Linked DNA regions of Xenopus tropicalis: region 2 is linked to region 1. The links are chromatin contacts, called in public Hi-C maps. All regions are on one chromosome and are shown on one strand. Each heading gives the region's core, a stretch centred on a gene start, on an enhancer-like site or on the middle of the called end of the contact. The rest is flanking DNA. Distances are from core to core; before and after follow the strand shown. Region 1 holds the start of btbd2 (BTB/POZ domain-containing protein 2). Region 2 holds the start of pex11g (peroxisomal biogenesis factor 11 gamma).

Region 1 (4,657 bases), core at 1,270-3,769:
ATAGAGTCCTGGCCCCTGCCTTTCAAGTGTTGGTGGGGTGGTCTTCCTTTTCTCATTTTTAAGCTTAACAGTATGCCAAGACATTGCAGGTGGCAATCCCTGTACCTAATGAGCAAGCATCATTATTGTCCACACCGTCTGTTCACTGTATAACTGTCAGGTTCGCTGCCTAAAGAAGTGGGCACAATACAAATTCAAGATCTGCCAAAGAAAGCATACCAGCAATCAGGAAAGAGTTGTGCAGTAGCCTTGCCTTCAGTATTGGCCAGGTATATACACATCACACATTAGCTCCCATATGGGTAAGGGTAACAGCATTTCAAATACACAGAGGCTCAAACAGCCCCCCCCATCAGCCCAATAAATACTGACTGTCTATGACACGTGTCAAACAAAAGCAAGCTGAAAAAATATGGCCGGCGACTTAGCTTGCATTTTAGATTTCAGCCCTCTTATGTGATTGAGTTTGACACCCCTGGTCTTTGGCATCTTACAGCAGCCCTCTGGCATTTTCCAGAATCCAGAGATTGTCTGTCTGGGCCTCGAGGATACAATGAAGTTGCTGCTCAATTTATTTCCATAGAGTGTCAGTTCAAAGCCTTTTTGCTAAAATAATTTTAGATAACTTTTCCAATATTTCTCATGTACCTAAAAAGAATTCTTAGCATTTGTCTTACTATACTAAAGGTCAACTTGACTAAGGTTAGTGCTGTCTGCAGCAGCTTTTCAACATGTTTCATAAAAGGCATACACGGAAGCATTAGATAAGATCCTCATTTGCTTATCTCGTTGTCATTACTAGAAAAGAATGTGGACTGTATTCTTTCCTTAGAAAAGTGCTCCCAAAGCCACCCCTGGTCCAGTGGTACTTGCTGTAATGATTTGGAAATAAACTGTAAATCCTCTTTTGGTCAAGAAGGTTGGGTGGTAGACAAAAGGGTTGGGTGGTGTTTCCATAGGCTGGAGTACAAATTAACACTTTACTGCAGCCTATCAAAGAATTACTCAGTCTCCAGCTCAGCATGAGTAATGTAACCAGCCCTCTGTTCCCAGGGACATCAAGCAGTGGCAGAATTTTGGCTGTGGTAACACAAGGCTGGGACAGTTTGGTGGGCACTTTTGTAAAAGAAAAAATATCTTTCATTTTTACTAATACTGTCACATACTTCTGCATTTCCTTTGTGTGAATATCTGCGTCCTGCATTAGGCCATTCTAGATTCAAAATGGGTGCACTCTCGTGCCTTAGTGTGCTTGCACTCATGCCCCCCAAGGTTGTAAATTACCCCTTATATTGTCAAGGCTAATACCTAGTAAACAGGTTTCTAGGCTTTTCTTAGTTGGTCACCACATCCATATGATCTAGCACTTGGGTCCAGATCCAAGCAGCAAAGAGGCTCTGTGTACATTGCAATACACCGTGTCTGTAGTTTAGGGATACAAGTTAGTTATGTCTAATGCATTTCACTAATCTTTCACCAATCTTTATTGCTTAGTTACAAAGGTCCTGTTGTCTTATATCCCTTACACTCTCTGCTATTTGTGGATTAACAAAGTAGGATTGAATATACAACGGGTCTGAATAGAGCCAAATTATCTGTAGTTTGTACAAAATTAAGAGATTCTGAGAACGAGCACATAATTTTAGTCTAAATATGCATTTTATGTTCTGGGTGTGTCTTGGTCAATTCTTAAATGCACTCCCTTCTCTGCAAGTTTCTGCGCTGATCAGGGGCAAATGACATGGTGTTGGTGACAGGACTGTGCGGGCAAAATAGGGCAGCTTGTCTATGTTCTCCTAGGATGCTATTTCTTGTATTTGTTCTTACTAGCATTGGTTTTACCTAAGTGCCTTTGAGTTGTTCACACCCAAGTAATGGTCTCTTGTTGTATAATCATTTACCTTGTATGTCATTTGCTATTATTAAAGGAGACATATTGGATAAATGGGAAAAACCCTAATTTTGTAGGCAATTATGAATAATATACGGTGCTGGTTTCACTTTGTGCTAAATATTAATCCTCTCTGTAAAAAATGGACCCTTTATTGGAGCTCCCTATAGATGGTATCACTTATCCGTCCAGTGTGAAATGAAGAGTGGGCGTGTCCTAAAGGTCCCTGCCAGAAGCACAGTAGGAGGGGGAGAGCCAATCACAGCCCTGCCCTCACACAAGCACAGACAGGCTTCAGTTCCCTATCAGGTCGGCCTGGGTGCTGATTGGTTCCTATCCTACAGTGGAGTGTACTGAGAGCCGCCAGCTCCCCTGCACATCCAGAGAATTCAGCCAGCAGGAAGTGGCACAGATGGGCGGGGCTAGTGGGGGTTTTGTGGAATTTCTCAATAAATCAGTCAGAAACACAACTTTTTAAGCACAATCCTTCTATATCTAGAGGAGTATAATTCCCTGGTACATTCTTAATTTTTATAGGATATGTCTCCTTTAACAGTTTTAGAAAACTGCAACAAAAATAGCATTGGGAGATCAATGACATGTCTTTAAAGGAGGGATACAATCCATGCATGCGTATAATCATCCCAAAACATTCCAGTTCAGTAATCCGTCAAATCGTGTCTCTGATCTCCAGTTTGAACTTCGCTGCTTTAGAAAACTGCACCATCGAGAATCTCCAGAGTCAATGCAACAGCACGTGACATAGGACTGCCCGAACGCTCAGATACAGAGGACCAATCAGCTAGTAGATATTGCATCATGTGGCACAGACGGGGGGTTTGGGCTAACATTAAGTAATATGTGAGGTTGTGCTTCTACTCTTTCGTCCAATAAGCGCTCGCTCGCATGAATGTACGATGCCCCGCCTCTAGTTAGCAACGCTGCCTCCCTTCAATGCCCTCTTCTTTTCCATCTCATCGGGTTGCCATAGAGACAGCGGCCTTGCCGCCTCATGCGCCGTTGCTGCCCGGTTCTGTTTGTAAACAGCCCCGGGGACCCGCCTCCCTCACCTTCCTCCTCCTGCCCCCGCCCACCGGAGCCTCCCCCATCCAAGATGGCGGCGGGTGGGAGCGGCGGCCTGTCGTTTCCCGGGGTGGTGGGGAACAGCGCCCCCAGCAACCGCGGTGGCTCCTCGGCCTCCTCGTACAACTATAGCGGCGGGGCTGGGGCCTCGTCCCCCGGGAATCAGGCAGCTGCTGCAGTTTCGGCATCTGGAGTTTCGCCTCCTGCTGCACCACCGCCGCCTCCTCCTGCTGCTGCTGCTGCTGCTGGCCTGCTCCGGGAGCCCGTGTACAACTGGCAGGCCACCAAAACCACGGTGCGGGAAAGGTTCACCTTCCTCTTCAACAACGAAGTGCTAAGCGACGTCCACTTCCTTGTGGGGAAAGGACTGGGAAGCCAGCGGATCCCGGCGCACAGGTATGTGGTACAGGTGGCATAGTGACAGGCTAGTGGGATGCCCAGCGCAGTACGGACCCAGTCAGCCATTCCTCTGCGGCTGATACTGGCATTGGCTAATATATATATATATATATATATCTTAAGTGCTTGTGCCACTCGCCATTGGCAGTTTGCTTTACACATCCTCATTGCGTGCTGTCAGAGTTACCCAAGAGACCTAAGCAGGGCTGATGCCATTCATGCTGGGCCTCATATAGATAGGGTCTGCTGTATAGGGCAGTGTCATGAGATGAATCTAAATCGTATTTATTTACATAACATTCTGTGCATAAGGATCAGTGTGCCAACGGGGAACTTTGAGGGAGAGGTATGCTTCTCTGTTGACATAAGACATGATGTCAACAAGGACACAAGGCTGATGGATTCCTGAAAGCCCATTGCAAAGCTGTGAGTGGTAAGCCTTTGTGCAACTACAGTGGGTACTCTGCACTACACTGGCACAAAACATTATAACTTGGCTATGTTGGCCTAACATTCACTAATAGTAACTTGCACATCAAGGTGAGACATGTGCATGCCCAGGCGTGTGTGTGTGTACTCCACATTCTGCCTTTATTGCCTAGTGCCAACTGAGGGCAACTTATTGATGAGCCTAGTAAAAAGATGAATTACCAAGAATTAGAAGTCATTGAAATATAATGTAAAACATTTAGCAACATTAGTGTTTGTCAGTCCTTTCTATTCTCTGCCCTGGTGCCTCTGACGTTTGAAACAATGTAACCCAAGCCAGCAGACTGACAGACCTGACTTCCTGGAAGACATTATTTAAAAAGTCATAACGAGAAGTTAAGTAAATGCTGCTTTCAATAGCAATTATATTTACAAATAACTGTTAATGTACGAAACATTTTTATTAATTTCATTTTGGAAAGTTTCTTAGAATCATATTTTCTTTTATTAGAAAAACATTTTGGGGCTTGGTGTCCTTTAAAATAAGTAAAGTTCGCAAACTGCAAGACTTATTTGAAAGCCTTATTTGTGGACATTGCTAAAATCTGTTCCAGTAAACGGAAAAATTAGAGATAAATTGATTAATGGGGATGTCTGAGTACTTTTGAAATGTAATGTTTTTTTTTTTTTTAAGATTTAAAAATATTAATATCAGGCTTTCAGCTCAGCAGCCCTTTCTTAGAACTGCTGTGTTGGGTTAACTTAATGTGCAAACAGCATCTCCAATGAAAAGCAGCTCTGCATCACACTCTCTCTCTTTTTGGGATTTTAAAGCTGCATTGACAGCCAGAGGGG
Region 2 (4,657 bases), core at 1,274-3,773, 320 kb after region 1:
CAAATCAGAAAGGCAACTGATAATACATAAAACCTCTGATCTTATCTGAGATTTTATTTCCCCACGGCTTTTGGGAGGCTCCTCCCTGCAAGACAAGATTGTTGTTGTGACTTAATATGTCATAAATAGTTAGCTATATATGAAGCAATGGATTTACAATTATTTGTAATAGAATTAGGCCAATTACTGGGGGTATAGTGGAACTTTGGAAAATGTTGGGTAAAGGTAGTTATCTTGGCTTTCTGGATGTAGCTATCCTTTCTTGGAAATTGTTCAGTATGCATTACCAAACTTTGGCAACATCCCCACAGGTTTAAAGGGACACTACCAAGGCAACTTCAGAAAGCAGAAGTGACACACATGTTTTCCTACTGGCAATATATATATATATATATATATATATATACTTAACTGCTAATGAGCGCACTCCAGGGTCTTTAGCTTAAAAAATTCGATCTTTATTTCAAAGTTGCCATCATATCTTGCCATGATATGATGGCAACTTTGAAATAAAGATCGAATTTTTTAAGCTAAAGACCCTGGAGTGCGCTCATTAGCAGTTAAGTATATTTGATATTTCCCAAGCGGCACCCGGGCACTATTCTACAGTAATCGTGAGTGCGGATCGCTTTTCTGAATATATATATATATATATATATATATATATATATATATATATATTGCACATAGACTCTCAGTGTTGCAGTAGCAGAGCTTGTCAAACATAAGTAGGTATTACTCACTTTTTTCCTTTGTATCTTCTTAGCATTATTAAACTTCTTAGTGACCTGATAGTGGAAACAGAATATTGTAAAATGAATGCACCTTTACCTATGTATAACCATAAGACACTAATGGTGAAATAATTTACCTGCTTCTGGAATACTGGGCTTCTTCCCCCTAGACATTAGTACCACAGGTATATGTCATGCATTTTGTCTATGGTCCATAGCCCTGATGGAGCAGGCTTTATTGGTGCACTCAGTATGAATAATGCACATGTCCCACCATTTATTTTTTTTTTTAAAAATCCACTATCACTATGAAGCCACAGCAATGCACATTACCACAAAAAGCATTTTTTAATAAACTATAAAATAATATGGAGAATCTGCTTCTGCAGTATAGATTTTTTTTAGCTTGAAAGCTTATCAAAATCTCACCAGCGCAACAGCTAAATATTGTGAGTTCAGCAGTTATTTTACAAATCATGAGACATACTTCACAATTCCTAGTATGAGAGAAAGCCCCCAAAATGCTGTGCTCGCAGTCCACCATATTTCAGACTTTGCACTAATAACTCCAGAGTCTGCGGCCCATGCTATGTGCTCACAAGGGTAATAGAGTTGATCAGATATGTTACTGAAGATCGAGATCCACCTGATGATTGGGTCTTTCTCCTGCATGAATGAGGGATAATTTAGATTTTTATCACCATCATCACCATGTAATAATAAAACAAATGACTTAATTCCTTTATTTTTAACTTCACAGATATTAAATGGTAAATTTGTGCTTAATATTTATTTTATATAAAGCACAGATATATACAAAAAAATCATGCTATGCATAACCATGACAGGGGAATAAATAACCTTCAGCCTGAATAAAACACCAATATCCAGAGGCGATTTGCAATCATCTTTTTTCAGTATTTAGCACAGTTGACAAACCAGGAGGGTAGAAAAAAGGGGGCTGCAGAAGTAAAGGTATATCCTGTTTGCTAGATGTAGTTTAACATTGTGAAAAAATTTAAAATCTGTCCCTTTAAACAACATAAGTATCAAATGGAGCCAATCATGTAAGTCTTCTTTGGCTACATATTGGTCAGATGTACCCACTGGACAGTAGTGTGTAAACGGTCATCTCACCTTTTTTCCCAAGCCATAATTTACAGAGTACGCGAGCATGGCAAGATCATCAAACAGCCGTAGAACTGTCCGGCAGTGGCTGAGCTGTGATGCCACAACCAGAAGGCTCTTTCCCCAGTTGTGATCCACCTCACTCTTGTTTGACATCACCCCACCCAGGAGCTGACAGCTGTAACATAGCGTTCTGACCTGAAATATAAATGTACAATGAGACCTGAAGAGCAGCCATTTTCTGCAATATCATTAACTATTAATCAGCTGGTGACTTGATGCAACTAGTGAGGCTCGTTTAAAGTGCACCAACTCTTATCCTGCCTGGCTGCATGTGTCTTTGAAAGTTTCCTGCAGCCTCTTGGCAGTAGTTCCTGAGTATAACTGCAATAGATGCATTTTAGCTCAATCATGCCTGTTGCCCTGGAGAAGTTATAAACTCACCACTCTGTCTCTCCCTCTGTAAGATTCCAAGACATTTACAAGACCAGACACTGCAGCAGCAGCAGCCATTGCAACAGCTTTCTGTAGAGAGCAGGGCAGAGGTAACAGGGTCACAAGCAAAGATCAAAGAGCTACAGTGATAGCCACAGATAAATAAGTGATATGTTGCAACAACCAGGAATACGTCAGCCACTCCTACTTATCCCTTTGCATTCAAGGATCTGCCTCCTACATATCAACACTATTTCTGCGAGTTAACACCATCACACTGCAGCCTCGTCAGCTTCTTAACTTCTGTGTTCCAAACCTCACTCTGGTTCTCTAAACTCCACCCCCTCCATGCTGCCAATTCTTAAAGGGAACCTGTCACTTTCCTACTGTTAACACTTATCACGTACAGAATAGGCTGAGTGCGGTGAATACAAAAGAAGCCCCATAAGGGCTGTGTGGGTAATAGGCCGGATGAAATCAGTCTGGGGGGGTTTATTAATTGATACACAATGGCATACCCCCCAACTGTCCCGCTTTTCGCGGGACAGTCCCGCTTTTTATGGCGCATCCCGCTGTCCCGGATAGTTCCATGAATGTCCCGCATTGCGCTTGCTGTAGCCGGATGTTCTTGCTTCTTCTGCGGCTTCGTTATGCCTCTCCTTGTGCAGCGCGACAGGCCTTTTTATAAGGTTGCGCCTGTGGGTGTGACGTCATTACGCAACCTTATAAAAGGGCCTGTCGCGCTGCACAAGGAGAGGCATAACGAAGCCGCAGACGAAGGCTGCGCCTATGGGAGGTACTGTGAATGGGGGACACTGTGTATTGGGGGGTACTGTGTATTAGGGGCTACTGTTTATAGGGGCACTGTGTATTGGGGGCTACTGTGTATTGGGGGCTACTGTGTATAGGGGGCTACTTTGTATAGGGGGCTACTGTGTATAGGGGGCTACTGTGTATAGGGGGCACTGTGTATGGGGGCACTGTGTATGGGAGACTACTGTGTATTGGGGGGTACTGTGTATTGGGGGTACTGTGTATGGGGGGCTACTGTGTAAAGGGGGCTACTGTGTATGGGGGGGCTACTGTGTATGGGGGTACTGTGTATGGGGGGCAAAACTGGTACTTAGTTATAACTCACTTATAACTGACTGTCTTCTCTCTATACTTGTATTTTAATGTAGGAGTTGCTATATTGTTTTCCTTAGGTCGTTCAGTATGAGGGTATAGCACATTTTCGTCTGCGCCCGCCATTTGATCTATGTAAAAGGGGTATTTTTTTAAAATGGGGTGTGGTAAGTGGGGCGTGGCCACAAAAGGGGGCGCACGCCAAATCTTTTTGTCCCTCTTTTCATTTTTCAAATGTTGGGAGGTATGCAATGGGTGATGGGAAATAAGAGGCTGACTGCAGTGGCTACAAAAGAAACCCCATAAGGGCTGTAAGCTGCCGGAAGAAACCAGGCTCTGTGGGGGCTTTTTGTTGATTAGAAAAGAATAGGGTGCTGGTAAGGCACTGAAATAGGGAAACTAGTCTGGGGGTTAATTTTATTGATTATAAAACAATAGGCCCCTGGGGGAGCACTGAAACAATTTGGGAGGTATTTTAACAATAGGCTGTTTAGGAGGTGGGGAAAAATCTGGGGGAGGGATTTGGTGTATCAAGGGTACGTAACTTGTGTTTTTTCTTCCACCCTCCCTCCCTAAGTTTTTCTAGGTTAATATAAGCATGAAATACTGCTTAGCAGCAGGAGAGAGGCGGCAATGCGGGCCCCATATGGTGGTTGGCAGGGCCTGGAACTGTGCGGGGGCAACCGCTGGGAATCCACCTGGCACGGATTCTGCTTTCTGGCCTTGGGGATAAACCAAGCAAAGCCCATTTTAACAGAGGGGCAACCACTGAGGGGCTCACTGGCACTGGTTCTGCTTCCAGGTCAACGCGTATCCCTACAGGAGAAGCCCAAATGTGTTTTTGGAGGGGCAACCACTGAGGGGCTCACTGGCACTGGTTTTGCTTCCAGGCAGGAATCCCTACAGGTGAAGCCCATATATGTCTATTATGACAACTGGTGGTGGGCCTGCCATTTGCAATGGTGCAAATTGTGTTCTCCCTTAAATGGGAATGATTTGGGGCCCGCATTTTATTCAGTGAATTTATAGTCAAAATTTTTAATAAACATGACCTCCCCCTTTTTTCCAAAAACTAATTATGTTGTCTGAGTGGTTATTATGATTACTGTCTTATGATAGAAGTTGGTTGTTGGGGGTTTTGCTTTAGTGATAAGAGACCAATTACATGCTAGAGACCTTAATGTGTGAACTGGGATTCCAAATTTGCCCTGGTATTTCCAAAACACAAAGGCCCA

What was found. A called contact is a pair of places that touch in the nucleus more often than the background predicts.
Region 2: a contact with region 1 is called in a Hi-C map of neurula embryo, with 2.7 times the contacts expected there. The contact joins the promoter of pex11g here to the promoter of btbd2 in region 1. A contact is called at or near these places in 2 of 5 Hi-C or Micro-C datasets (brain and neurula embryo).

The regions. Positions count from the first base shown.
Region 1 is chr1:102,965,814-102,970,470 of UCB_Xtro_10.0, forward strand. It overlaps btbd2 (BTB/POZ domain-containing protein 2), which reads left to right and starts at 2,520. Exons shown (of 9, transcript XR_208219.4): 1 at 2,520-3,370.
Region 2 is chr1:103,289,123-103,293,779 of UCB_Xtro_10.0, forward strand. It overlaps pex11g (peroxisomal biogenesis factor 11 gamma), which reads right to left and starts at 2,524. Exons shown (of 4, transcript NM_001079302.1): 1 at 2,307-2,524; 2 at 1,872-2,060; 3 at 744-1,400; 4 at 1-85. The coding sequence starts at 2,375. The coding sequence ends at 1,209. All of the region lies in intron 1 of b4galt1l (beta-1,4-galactosyltransferase 1), which reads left to right.